Regions from separate parts of the Mus musculus genome. Here regions 2 and 3 are each linked to region 1. Evidence: chromatin contacts called from public promoter capture Hi-C data. All regions are on one chromosome and are shown on one strand. Each heading gives the region's core, a stretch centred on a gene start, on an enhancer-like site or on the middle of the called end of the contact. The rest is flanking DNA. Distances are from core to core; before and after follow the strand shown.

What was found. Promoter capture Hi-C pulls out the DNA fragments that hold promoters and counts their contacts.
Region 2: a promoter capture Hi-C map of liver shows a contact between it and region 1, with 2.4 times the contacts expected there. The contact joins the enhancer-like site here to the promoter of Pla2g12b in region 1. A contact is called at or near these places in 1 of 39 promoter capture datasets (liver) and 3 of 115 datasets of contacts at active chromatin or transcription factors (bone marrow-derived macrophages, extraembryonic endoderm stem cells and trophoblast stem cells).
Region 3: a contact with region 1 is called in a promoter capture Hi-C map of embryonic stem cells, with 4 times the contacts expected there. The contact joins the promoter of Anapc16 here to the promoter of Pla2g12b in region 1. A contact is called at or near these places in 2 of 39 promoter capture datasets (embryonic stem cells and liver).

What each region holds. Positions count from the first base shown.
Region 1 is chr10:59,402,170-59,405,930 of GRCm38.p6, reverse strand. It overlaps Pla2g12b (phospholipase A2, group XIIB), which reads right to left and starts at 2,246. Exons shown (of 4, transcript NM_023530.2): 1 at 1,950-2,246. The coding sequence starts at 2,160.
Region 2 is chr10:59,914,544-59,918,186 of GRCm38.p6, reverse strand. It overlaps Gm40673 (a long non-coding RNA gene), which reads right to left. Exons shown (of 3, transcript XR_871747.2): 2 at 3,034-3,136. Among named protein-coding and RNA genes, the nearest start is that of Gm40673, 6.9 kb to the right of the region's middle. Within about 2 kb of position 1,401, at least 180 of the 459 cell types and tissues checked have an H3K27ac peak or open chromatin away from gene starts, as enhancers often do. A contact at or near this core is called in liver, where this site is marked.
Region 3 is chr10:60,001,425-60,005,265 of GRCm38.p6, reverse strand. Anapc16 (anaphase promoting complex subunit 16) reads left to right here and starts at 2,131. Exons shown (of 4, transcript NM_025514.3): 1 at 2,131-2,310. It overlaps Ascc1 (activating signal cointegrator 1 complex subunit 1), which reads right to left and starts at 2,461. Exons shown (of 11, transcript NM_026937.3): 1 at 2,359-2,461; 2 at 339-471. The coding sequence starts at 447.

The DNA.
Region 1 (3,761 bases), core at 997-3,496:
ACCATCTGTAATGGGATCTGATCTCTCTTCTGGTGTGTCTGGAGACAGCGACAGTGTGCTCACATACAGAAAATAATAAATAAATCTTAAAAAAAACAAAAAACAAACCAGAGTCAGGATGGCTGGCACTTTCTGGCTGCCAGCCTAGCTCCAAGTTCAGTGAGAGCCAGTCTCAGGGATCAGGGTAAAGTGTGATAATTTGAGACACAGATGTCCTTCTCTGGCCTCCATGTCTATGTATATTTAGACACACACACACACACACACACAGAGCTCCCCACAGGATTTTGTTTTGAATGCTAGTTTTCTGGTTGATGCTACTGTTTTTGGAAGCTGAAGAATTAATTCTAAGAGAGGGGGCCTGTGTGTCAGAAGTAGCTGTCCAGGGCCATGCCTTTGAAGGCGACACCCAGCTTAGCTCTCTCTGCTTGCCAATGTTGCCTGGTGAACCAGGCTCCACTTCTGGCTCCCACTGCCTATAGTTGCTTCTTTAGCGTCCTTCCATGATAGGCAGAGACATTCTGAAACCCCGAGCCACATAAGCCCCTTCCTTCCTTAAATCATTTCTAGCAAACGTGCAGTGAGAAAGGTAACCCAATCTCAAACCCCCCAGAGCACAGACTTTTAACACTCCCACCACGAATAAAAGGAAAGTCTGTGGGAGGCGTGGCCAATGCATCGAACCTTTCCATCATGGATGAAACCACCAGGCTTCTCCATAAGTAGCCACTATTATTTTTGTTGATTTAAAAATTTTTTTAAAAAGATTTATGTTTAGAGCATCCTTTAGGAGGAAATGGGCTGAGAGGGATCTTGAGGGTCTCACTGCGTAGCCAGGCTGACCTGTCTCAGTCTCTCCAGTAGCTGGGATCACAGTCTCAAGACACTCCTCCCATAAGCAGTTGGGGAGCTTGATGGTCCCGCCCAGTCAGAGGCTGCCCAACCAAAATTTGCTGAAATCTTTTGATGCTGTTTTACTAGAGAAGTAAGAACAAGATCGGGCTCACCATTTTACAAGAAGTCCTACTGTTGTTAGATGTTTGCTAAACCTTGGGTATATTGACAATACCTGTGTTGATTCAAATGGCAGGCATTAACTTTCCTGCCTCTTTGATGGATATTAGGTGAACTTAATGAGGTGACCCGGCCTTGTGCTTATCCATCTAACTTTGAGTAAACGTGATGCTGAGTCGCCCAGAATTTGACACTATGACATTGGGGGGGGGGGGGGGGGGACACGACACATGATACTCAGCTCCCATCTCTTCCCAGGAGGGTGAAGGGGAAGATGGCTTCAGCCTCAGCTCCTGCCCTAGCTGGCTTTCCAACTCAAGCAAGGTAGGCATGGGAGCTCACTCCAGTTCCCAGTTGTGTCTCTGGTGTTTGGCTCTCTTTGGTGGTGGCAGAGCTTGGGACCCCTGGCGGGCAGCAGGCAGGTCAGTTCAGTGATAACAGTGACTAAGGCAGGGCTGGACCCCTCCCTTGGCAGAATCTAGGCAAATCGCAGGCAGAGGCCTGCAGCAGAGAGGAGAGTCCTTCAAAGCTTTTGGGATGCGAAGGCAGTGAGTTGACCCAGGGCAGAATCTCCGGTTCCGCGTTCTCCCCTTAGGAGCATCTCTGAGACCCTGCGATTCCTCTCAAACCTCTCTGCCATCCCTTAAGGCCTTACCTGCCTCCAGTAAACTCCTAAAAGGCCTCAGCGAAAGTTCCCAGGAAGCTGAGCAGAGCCTGAGTTTCCGATAAATCACACTTTTATCAGGAGATATAGAACCCAGACTTCACTCGGGGCCCCTCACAGGATTTAGTTGCCTGCTTGCATTTCGGATGACGCTACACCTGATTTTGCTTTGCCTGGCGACCTGGCCTACCGGATGTAGGACAGATGTGACCTGCTTTGCTGCTCATGCTGTCACTCCCCACCCCCACTCCCAGAGAAGGCATCCACTCACCATATCGACACCGGTACTGACAGACTCCATTCTTCCCTCCCAGCAGCTCCATGAAGGAATCCACGTAGCTGTTGACAGACTCGAAGCTGCCCCGCAGCTGCCTCAGGCCCCAGTCAGAGTAGGACTCCTCTTCCTTGGGGCTGGGGTCACTCTGAGCCAGGTTCCCTACCAGGCCAAGCCACAGGAGGAAGAAGCCGCAGAGCAGCTTCATTTTGCACGCACAAGTAGACCCTCGCGGCTGCTCTCGTCCCCAACCCCAGCCAGGGTCCCAGGAAGCCCTGGGGACATACACAGCCCTGTGTCCGGGCTTATCGGTACAGTCAGTCTGTGTTCCCCAGAGGTGGACTTTAAACACAGCCATGGAGGCTGGGAGCCGATCCGAGCGATTAGAGAGGACAAAGGTGAAACCGTGGGAGGGGCTGTATGAGGATGGCCCAAGAGGGGACTTCCCAGTGGACCCCGAAGCGCTGGGGGGATGACTGCTCACTCTGTGAGGCTGGACGGGAGCCCCAGGATTCTCCAGCACACTTGAGCACCTCAGGTTTCTCTACTGCAGAGCTCTTCCCAAGATCTCAGCCACACCCCTGAACTACTTCCTCCTCTATACCTGTCCTGGGGAGGCCCATGAGGGTGTGTGCGAGACTCTGGTAGCCCTACTGGGGTCATCTTCACCACAGGTGAATCTAATAACAGATTATCAGGGGCTAAAATCCAAGTGTGCCTTGGTGAAAGTTCAGGTTTCGAGCCCAGTTTCTGCCTTGGTCCCTCCGTGTCTCTAGCTCAAATCCTTCCATCTGGCAAAGGTCCTGCTATCCTCCCAGGGAATACCTTTCCGAGAATCTGCAGGGCATGTGTTTATACTCAGTGCTGTATCCTGGGATCCCCTGAGACTGATGGCCCCAGGTCTCTTCTGGGAACATTCGGCCCCAGTGGTGATTCCTTCCTCCCACCCCCTTTTAGGCAGATAAAAGTCCAGGCTGCTATCAGAAAGCCTGTTTGAGATTCCAAGCTTTGAGATTGCTCTCTGGAATCCTGAGTTTGGGCGTCACTTTCAGCGTAGTTTGCTCTTGGCCATGTGAAGAATACCTATAAAATCACCAGTCTGGGAAACGACCATACACATTCTGAACTAGTCTCTTCTCAATCTCTCCTTTCCTGTCTCTCTCTGACTTTCTTCCTGTTTCTCTGTCTCTCTATCTCTCTGTGTGTGTCTGTCTCCCTGTCTTCTTGTTTCTCCCTCCCTCCCTCCCTCCCTCCCTCCCTTCCTCCCTCCACACATTCACACCTATTTTGTTAGGCAAGGTTGATATTTTTATTTGACAAATAAGAAATCAGGGAGAGGTTAAATGACTTCATTACTTAGGTCCCAAGGCTGGGCCAGGGCCATAACTGATGAGGTCATATCAGAACAGAACCATAGGACTCCTTCAAAAAGGAAGGAAAACGGGGGGGGGGGGGGGGCACAACTCAATAGTGGACCACCTACCTCTAATATGTGCAATGCCTCGAGTGTGTTTGGGAATGGGGTGCACATGTGGGTACAGGAGCCTGTGGAGGCTGGGGGATGCCCTGGAGCTGAAGGTTGGGGGGAGGGTGTCACCTGAGACAGGTGTCTGGAACTAAACTCAGGTCTCTGTAATTCCCTTAAAGAATTACAGGAAAACACAATCAAACAGGTGAAGGAATTGAACAAAACCATCCAAGATCTAAAAATGGAAATAGAAACATTAAGAAATGAAAAAGGGAGACAACACCAGAGTTACAAAAACTATGAAAGAGATCAGAAGTCATAGATGCAAGTATCACCAACAG
Region 2 (3,643 bases), core at 152-2,651, 510 kb before region 1:
CAGGGATGGAACTCAGAGCCTTGCCAGTTCCAAGCAAATGCTCAAAAGCTAGCTATGGCCTCAGTCCTTGTTTTGTTTTTTTGTTTTTTGTTTTTGGTTTTTTGAGACAGGGTTTCTCTGTGTAGCCCTGGCTGTCCTGGAACTCATATTGTAGACCAGGCTGGCCTCGAACTCAGAAATCTGCCTGCCTCTGCCTCCCGAATGCTGGGATTAAAGGCGTGTGCCACCACGCCCGGCCTTGCTTTGTTTTTTTGTTTGTTTGTTTTGTTTTGTTTTTAATTTATTATTAATGTAAGTACACTGTACCTGTCTTCAGACACTCCAGAAGAGGGTGTCAGATCTTGTTATGGATGGTTGCTAGCCACCATATGGTTGCTGGGATTTGAACTCAGGACCTTCAGAAAAGCAACTGGTGCTCTTAACTGCTGAGCCATCTCACCAGCCCCTTGCTTTGTTTTTTGAGGCAGCATTTTACTATGAAGCCCAGGCTGGCCTTAGAGATGGGATCTTACTATGTAGGCCAGGCTGGCCTTGAACTCATCACCCTTGTCACAGCCTCCCAAGTGCTGGGAGCAGAAGTGTGTACCTCCACGAGGTGTCCTACAAATCAGGCTGCTTTATTTATTATTTATTTATTTTTATTTTTTATTTTTTTCCTTTTTCGACACAGGGTTTCTCTGTGTAGCCCTGGTTCTCCTGGAACTCACTCTGTAGACCAGGCTGGCCTCAAACTCAGAGATGCCCCTGCCTCTGGCTCCCCCCAACCCCCCTCCCCCCAGTGCTGGGATTAAAGACATGCAATAGCACTGGCACTGCCTGGCTATCTGTCTGTCTGTCTATCTATCTATCTATCTATCTATCTATCTATTTTAATTTTAAATTAGCTAGTTATAATATTCGAATCTTTCATAGCCAGGGTAATTGCATAGCACTGAGGAGGCTGAGGCAGAGACTGCCCCCTAATGACTGTCTAATCTACTCCAAATCTAATTATTGTTTTTCTTCCTCTGCTTCCCTCCATCCTTAAGCTTTTCCTTGTTTAGCTCATTTATCTGTTTACTATTATCGATTATTATTGCGGTGCCGGGTGATCAACCCCACCACCACCACCACCACACACGCACTCACGCACGCGCGCAATCAAGGCAGTGCTGTCCCACACAACTCAGTTCCCACGTCGTTTTTTTCTGAGCTAAAACCCAGGACAAGGCTTCTTTTATTTTTTCCTGTCTTGGGGTGGGGTGCTCCTGGGGCCCCTCGTGTGACAATGTCTTTTTTTCTCTCTTTTTCTAGGCGTACTGGGCAGGAAGACTTGTTAAGACTGGCCTTAGGACCTCCTAGACTTGTCTGAGACCTACCTCCCTGCAGCTACAGGCAGAAGCGGGGTAGGGGAGGGGCATTGCTCTTGACTGAGGACCGCCCCCTTCGAAGCTGGTCCTATCCCACCCTGGTGTGGCTGTCTGCTGCTATAGTCATGGACCCTTTCTGGGAAGTCTCACGAAAAGGGCAGGAGGAATGCGCGGGGTGCACTAACCTGAGTAAAGGGGCGGCAGGGGCAGGGGCGGGGGCAAGAGTGGGGGTTGGGGTGAGGGTGGCGCTTCCCTCAGTTCTCTGCAAGGCTTGAAGCCTTGGGTTTTAAAAACTAGGTCCTAACAGGCAACAAGGGCATTAACTAGTAAAAGGGGAGAAATTTCTGCAGCAGCCAGTGACCCAGACTGCTTTCCGCCCCCAGCCCCGGGCTTGCTCCAGCTCGCCAGCAAGTTTCAGCCAGTGTGTTTCTGGTTGGGATGGAAGCCAGGGGTCAGATAAAGTCCCAACGTATTTTGCAGCACTGTTGACATTTTGCCCAGTGCCTCTGCTGGTGACAGCTGCCAGGAGCATGTGTTGGGAAAGACTGTCTAGAAGTGGATTTAGTTGGGTTAGAGGGAGCCAGAGAAGTCAGTAGTACCATGAACCCCATTAGGCTACTACCCCAGAATTTCTAGGGTCAAGGTCCAGTCTTATTCTTGCCTTGTTTTCTTCAAGACAACTAACCTTAAGGTTCCATCAGAGTTGCAGGAAGAGGGTTTGTTAGTTATCTCAGCCACGGGGGTAGTAGCCAGAACATACAGATGACAAGACACCGTGTGTCAGAGGACTCTAATCTCTCCCTATGTACTGTCTCATTTAGGCACAGAGGGATAGGGTCACATGAAATCACCGACAACTCAACTAGGTGACTTCAGAACAGAGAGTCACCCATGACTTCCCAGATGGGCTAAACAGGTTCTGAGATGGGCTGGAGAGAGACCAGGGTGAGGTGAGAAGGTGCTTGCAGTAGGTCACGCAATAAGAATGAACAATGAAGCTTGCTGCTCTGTGCGCTAACTTTGATCCCTGTCTGTTTTGAAACAGAGTGTCAAGTCGCCCTAGCTGGCTTTTGAGCTCACTGTGTAGCCAAGGATGCCCTTGAACTTCTGATTCCTCTACATCCACCTCCCAAGTGTTAGGATAAGGGCATACCTCACCACGCCCAGTTCATTCAGTGCTAGGGACCAAACCCAGGGCCAAGCACTCTACCAACCAACCCTCAACGTTAACTAAACGGCAGCAGGCCAAAGGTTTGCACATCCTTGCCTCTGGACCAGCAGCAAGCATTGCACCCAAGGGGACAGAAGCCCAGACAGATGACCCCAAGCCTTGGCAGCCTTTCTTTCCTGGCCCAGTTGGTCTAAGCCAGTTGTTCCAGGTCTTGTGGGAGCTATGTGAGACAGACAGTGGGTTAATGTGCAAGCTGGAGACACCTGCTATGTTGTATATGTCCTACAGCCCAGCCTGTGTCCACAGCCCTGGTGTGAGCCAGCTGGACCCACCCTTGTCCTAGGCCACGTTCAGCCACCCAGGAGCTCGGGTGATAGCCCACAGGTGAAAATGGCTGTTGGGTGTCAGCCTGCCACTTCATTGTTAGCTGTGTGTTCTCATCCACACTGGGTAGCTACTGTGGCACCATAGTTACTATGCTCAGAAGCAGCTCCTGAGCCAGAGGACACTCACCAGGGGACAGTCCTTAAGTGGGGTTTCCTGCGCACAACAGGTTGGGACAACATCTCCACTGTCCTCTTGGAGCAACCAGGCTTGCTCTTTGTTGCTTAAAAACCTTCCCAGAAAGAGACAGGCAACAACATTTACTCCTCAGATCCCAAGACAAACCAAGACACAAATCCACTAAAGTTCACTTTGGAAGACCCCGTGAGTTTATTTGGCTTCTTTATCTAGACTCGTTGAGAGTTCCTTACAGAGGTGTGTGTGCTCCTCCCATAAGGCCACACCTAGAAAGCCTTACCATATGACCTGAGGAATTCCTATCCCCATGCCATCCCAAGGCCTCTTCTAACCACTCTGCAGGGTAAACAGAATGAAGACAGAGTTGCAACAAACAGGTGACTGAGCCAGGCGGTGATGGCACACGCCTTTAATCCCAGCACTCAAGAGGCAGAGGCAGGCAGATTTCTGAGTTTGAGGCCAGCCTGGTCTACAAAGTGAGTTCCAGGACAGCCAGGGCTATACAGAGAAACCCTGTCTCAAACAAAACAAAACAAAAACAAGGCTGGCAAGATAGGTCAGTGGTTAAGAGTGCTGACTGCTCTTCTGAAGGTTCTGAGTT
Region 3 (3,841 bases), core at 882-3,381, 600 kb before region 1:
AGAGGTCCTGAGTTCAATTCCCAGCAACCACATGGTGGCTCACAACCATCTGTAAAGGGATCTGATGTCCTCTTCTGGTGTGTCTGTAGACAGCTACAATGTCCTCACATAAAATAAATAATTTTTAATAATAATAAAAATAATGAAAAGTTACTCTACGTGGCACTGAGGCCTCTGTCCAGGATGAAATCTATCTTGACACACGAACTGCAGCCAGGAACACCTCATCTGAGGTCAGCTTTATTAGACCCACTGAGCAGCAACAAAGCAAAGAATTACCCTTACAGTACAAAGAACATTTTCCCTCTTGTGGGACCTAAGAGACCCCCCAGGATTACCAGGATAGAAATCCTCGTCTTCTTCATGTTGGTACTGTTTCTCCTGGATGGGATTCTTTCTATAATTCCGTCCATCGAACGTTACAATCTGTGGGCGTAGAACATCCATGACAAATGACGTTCCAGGAAAGTCCTGAAAAAGAAAGTGCCCTTTTGTTTAATTTTTTTTTTTTTAATTAAACAATGAATACTTAGGTCACTAAGATGGCTCAACAGGTAAAGGCACTTGCTCCCAAGGCCGATGACCCACACGGCAGAAGGAAAAAGTTGACTCCTGCAGGTTGTCCTCTGGACTACACATGCAGCCAGGTAGCAAACGCACAGACAAAATATGGAAATAAACAAACAAATGTAATAAAAAATTAAGTTAAAAGAAACTCCATTATGTAGGCAAGTAGCATAGACTAAATAAATAAATGTAATAAAATTTTAAATTTAAAAAATTCTGCTAGCCGGGCGTGGTGGCGCACGCCTTTAATCCCAGCACTCTGGAGGCAGAGGCAGGTGGATTTCTGAGTTCGAGGCCAGCCTGGTCTGCAGAGTGAGTTCCAGGACAACCAGGGCTATACAGAGAAACCCTGTCTCAAAAAAACCAAAAAACAACAAAAACAAAAAACAAACAAAAAACAAAAAAACAAAAAAAAATTCTGCTGTGTAGGCAGGTAACATATGCACAGACTACATTCGTAAATAAATAAATGTAATAAGAAATTTAAATTAAAAACTCCATTATGTAGGCCTCAACTGGGCAGTTCACAGCACATCCTAAGCAAAAATAGTGTCGCTTTCCATGAGCTCACCAGTGTAAGTTCTTGTATAGGTGTCTGATTAACCTATAGGGGGTGAGGTCTTGCTAGCCACCTAAGTATGAGCAGAGTGCTTCATTCACCCTATCCAGTATGATATTTTATCGTATCCAGTTTGATAACGCATTGAGGAACCATCGGTACAATACCCGCGGAAGAGAGGTAAGCCGTTTTAAAGATGCTAGAAATAAATACCTTCCAATCAGATTTATTTCCCTATCACAGTACAATTAAAATATGACTTACTAACACAGTTCTCGGACCAACACAGTACTGAGAAGGAACAGTTTCCCGAGGCCACTGCCTCCAGAACACAACAAACGGCTTCACGCTTGAATCAATAATTCGGAATTAAAGGCTCCTGATAAACTACCCCATGTTCCCATCCCAGATGGCTGCGGCTACAAGTTCACGTACTTAACAAGTTCCACCAAAGAAGGCCTAACAATCCCTTCCAAATGAATGCTTGACCCAACCCTCAGTCAAGTCGCTAATCCGCAGCCACCTGCAGGACGCAAGAAGAGGGTTCGTGCTTTGAGAAAACAGAAAATCAACGTTGGCAGGGGGATGCAATTATTAACAGTCTTGTGCCGCGCCACCCTGGTGTGCTACTCCTTTAGCATCCCTTCCCACTTCAAAAACCACGTTCTGTCGAAAAGGAGCCTTTACAAAGTGTGAGCACTGAGCACGAAGCCACAGTGGTACCTTTCCTGAGCAGCTCCAGGCAGAGACTGCGCAGAAGGAGGAGAGCGGACTAGCCCTGGGTCATGGGTGTTTGAAGAGGGAAAAGTGGATATGCTTTCGTGCAATTCTCACATAAAAAGCAAACGCTGAACATCCTACGCTAGAGAGGCGGAGCAGACAGCACCAACGCAAGAAAACCAAAACTGCGGGGGACTGGGGCGGGGAAGGGGGCGGGGCAGCCACAGCGACCCGGAAGTGTTCTCGGAAAGCTCGGTCTGGCCCAGCCGGGCTCCGCCCCCTCCACGCATGCGCGCTAGCACCGCCCTCTAGCCCTCACCGCCGCAGGGACAGGCGCAGCACCGCCATCAAACTCCCACAGCTCAGGCGGGCGCGCGCACGCCGCCGTCTACGTCGTGGCGAGCGAGGCCGCACGGCTTCGTCCAAGGGGCGGGGCTGTCAGTCAAAGTGCACAAGCTGCTGAGGTAAGTGGCCGAGAACCTTCCAGACCTGATTCCCCCCTACGCTCCTACCTGCCAGGACTAACTGGGAGCGTAGGAAGAGACCCTGGAGGCTCGCCCGCGCCGGCCGTATGCAAAGGCAGCGTCATCCGACTGAGCATGCGTGGGGCGGGTTGGCGCCTGCGCCGTGGGCCGGCCGCAAGCCTTCCCTTCCTCCCCGAGTTGTTGGGTAGGAAGCGTACCTGGGTGGAGTTGGAGTAGCCAGGATTAGGGTGCTGGCTCCTCCCCTCTCCCGCGAGCTTCTTCATCCCACCTAGAAAGAGCTACCGCAGCTAGGTGCTGCGGGTGGTGATCCGTCTGTCTAGGTGGGACACCTAGTGATTTTTGTTAGTAGAACCCAACGGGTGTCATAATTAGCCACCTCACTTGGATCCCGATCGACATAAGCATCTGGTTTGTTCTGGGCTTTATTTTAAAGGAGGATCTCTTTTTTTGTTTTGTTTTGTTTTAAGACTATAAGCGGAAAGTTTATGAGTGCGAGGTCGTCCCTGTCGTACACAAAGTAAGTATTTAACCACGCCAGCCATATTGTGCCCCACAAACTATCATTCCGCTTCTTAGGAGCGTTTCCTCTGCTTGGCAGCAGCCACAGCTTCCCTGATAGGGCCAAGTTCCAGATAATCATCATTCAACAAAAGTTCACTGAGTGCCTCGTTATGAGGATGGTAGTCTCCTGAGCGACAGGGTTGAATACTCCATGCAGAAAGAGTCATGACTGGAACTGTCTCGGTCCCCTGCAGCCTCTACTGAGCTGATTGCTTTTGTCCTCGGTTTGTTTGTTTGTTTGTTTTGGTTGGTTGGTTGGTTTTGTGGGGTTTTTTTTTTTTTTTTTTTTTTTGGTTTTTTTGGTTTGGTTTGGTTTTTTTTGGTTTTTCGAGACAGGGTTTCTCTGTACAGCCCTGGCTGTACTGGAACTCACGCTGTAGACCAGGCTGGCCTCGAACTCAGAAATCTGCCTGTCTCTGCCTCCCAAGTGCTGGGATTAAAGGCGTGGGCCACCTCCGCCCGGCTGACCTCGTATTTATAAATCATTCATCCAGGAGCCACTGTGACAAGGGTTTTTATAAGATGCCTCCAGGGTACAAAGGTAGTTTGTTTTCTCCTTCCAACGACATGGGATCCTTTTCAGTGCCTCACACTTGGGTAAGCAAACACTCTAGCCACCTCACAATACATCCCCAGGCCCAGGCTTGAAGCTGGTGTCTGCTGTCTTCCTCCTTAGCCTTTCATAGCTTCCCTGAACCCAGAACATTCCCATTCCCCATAACCTAGCTAACAACATTGCTATGGGGAATCGCTTATCTTCTGCCTCCCAAGGGCTGGGTTTACAGGCAGCTACCACACCTGTGAGGCTTGTAAGTGACTTGAAGGGCTCCCCAACCCCTCCAGTGAAAACACTTACTCCATGTAGCTCTCCCCAGCCCCACTGCAAGATTCTTTATAAGATCATGAGGTGAATGTGCTGACTGAGAGTGTAGCCCAGCGCTAGGATGTG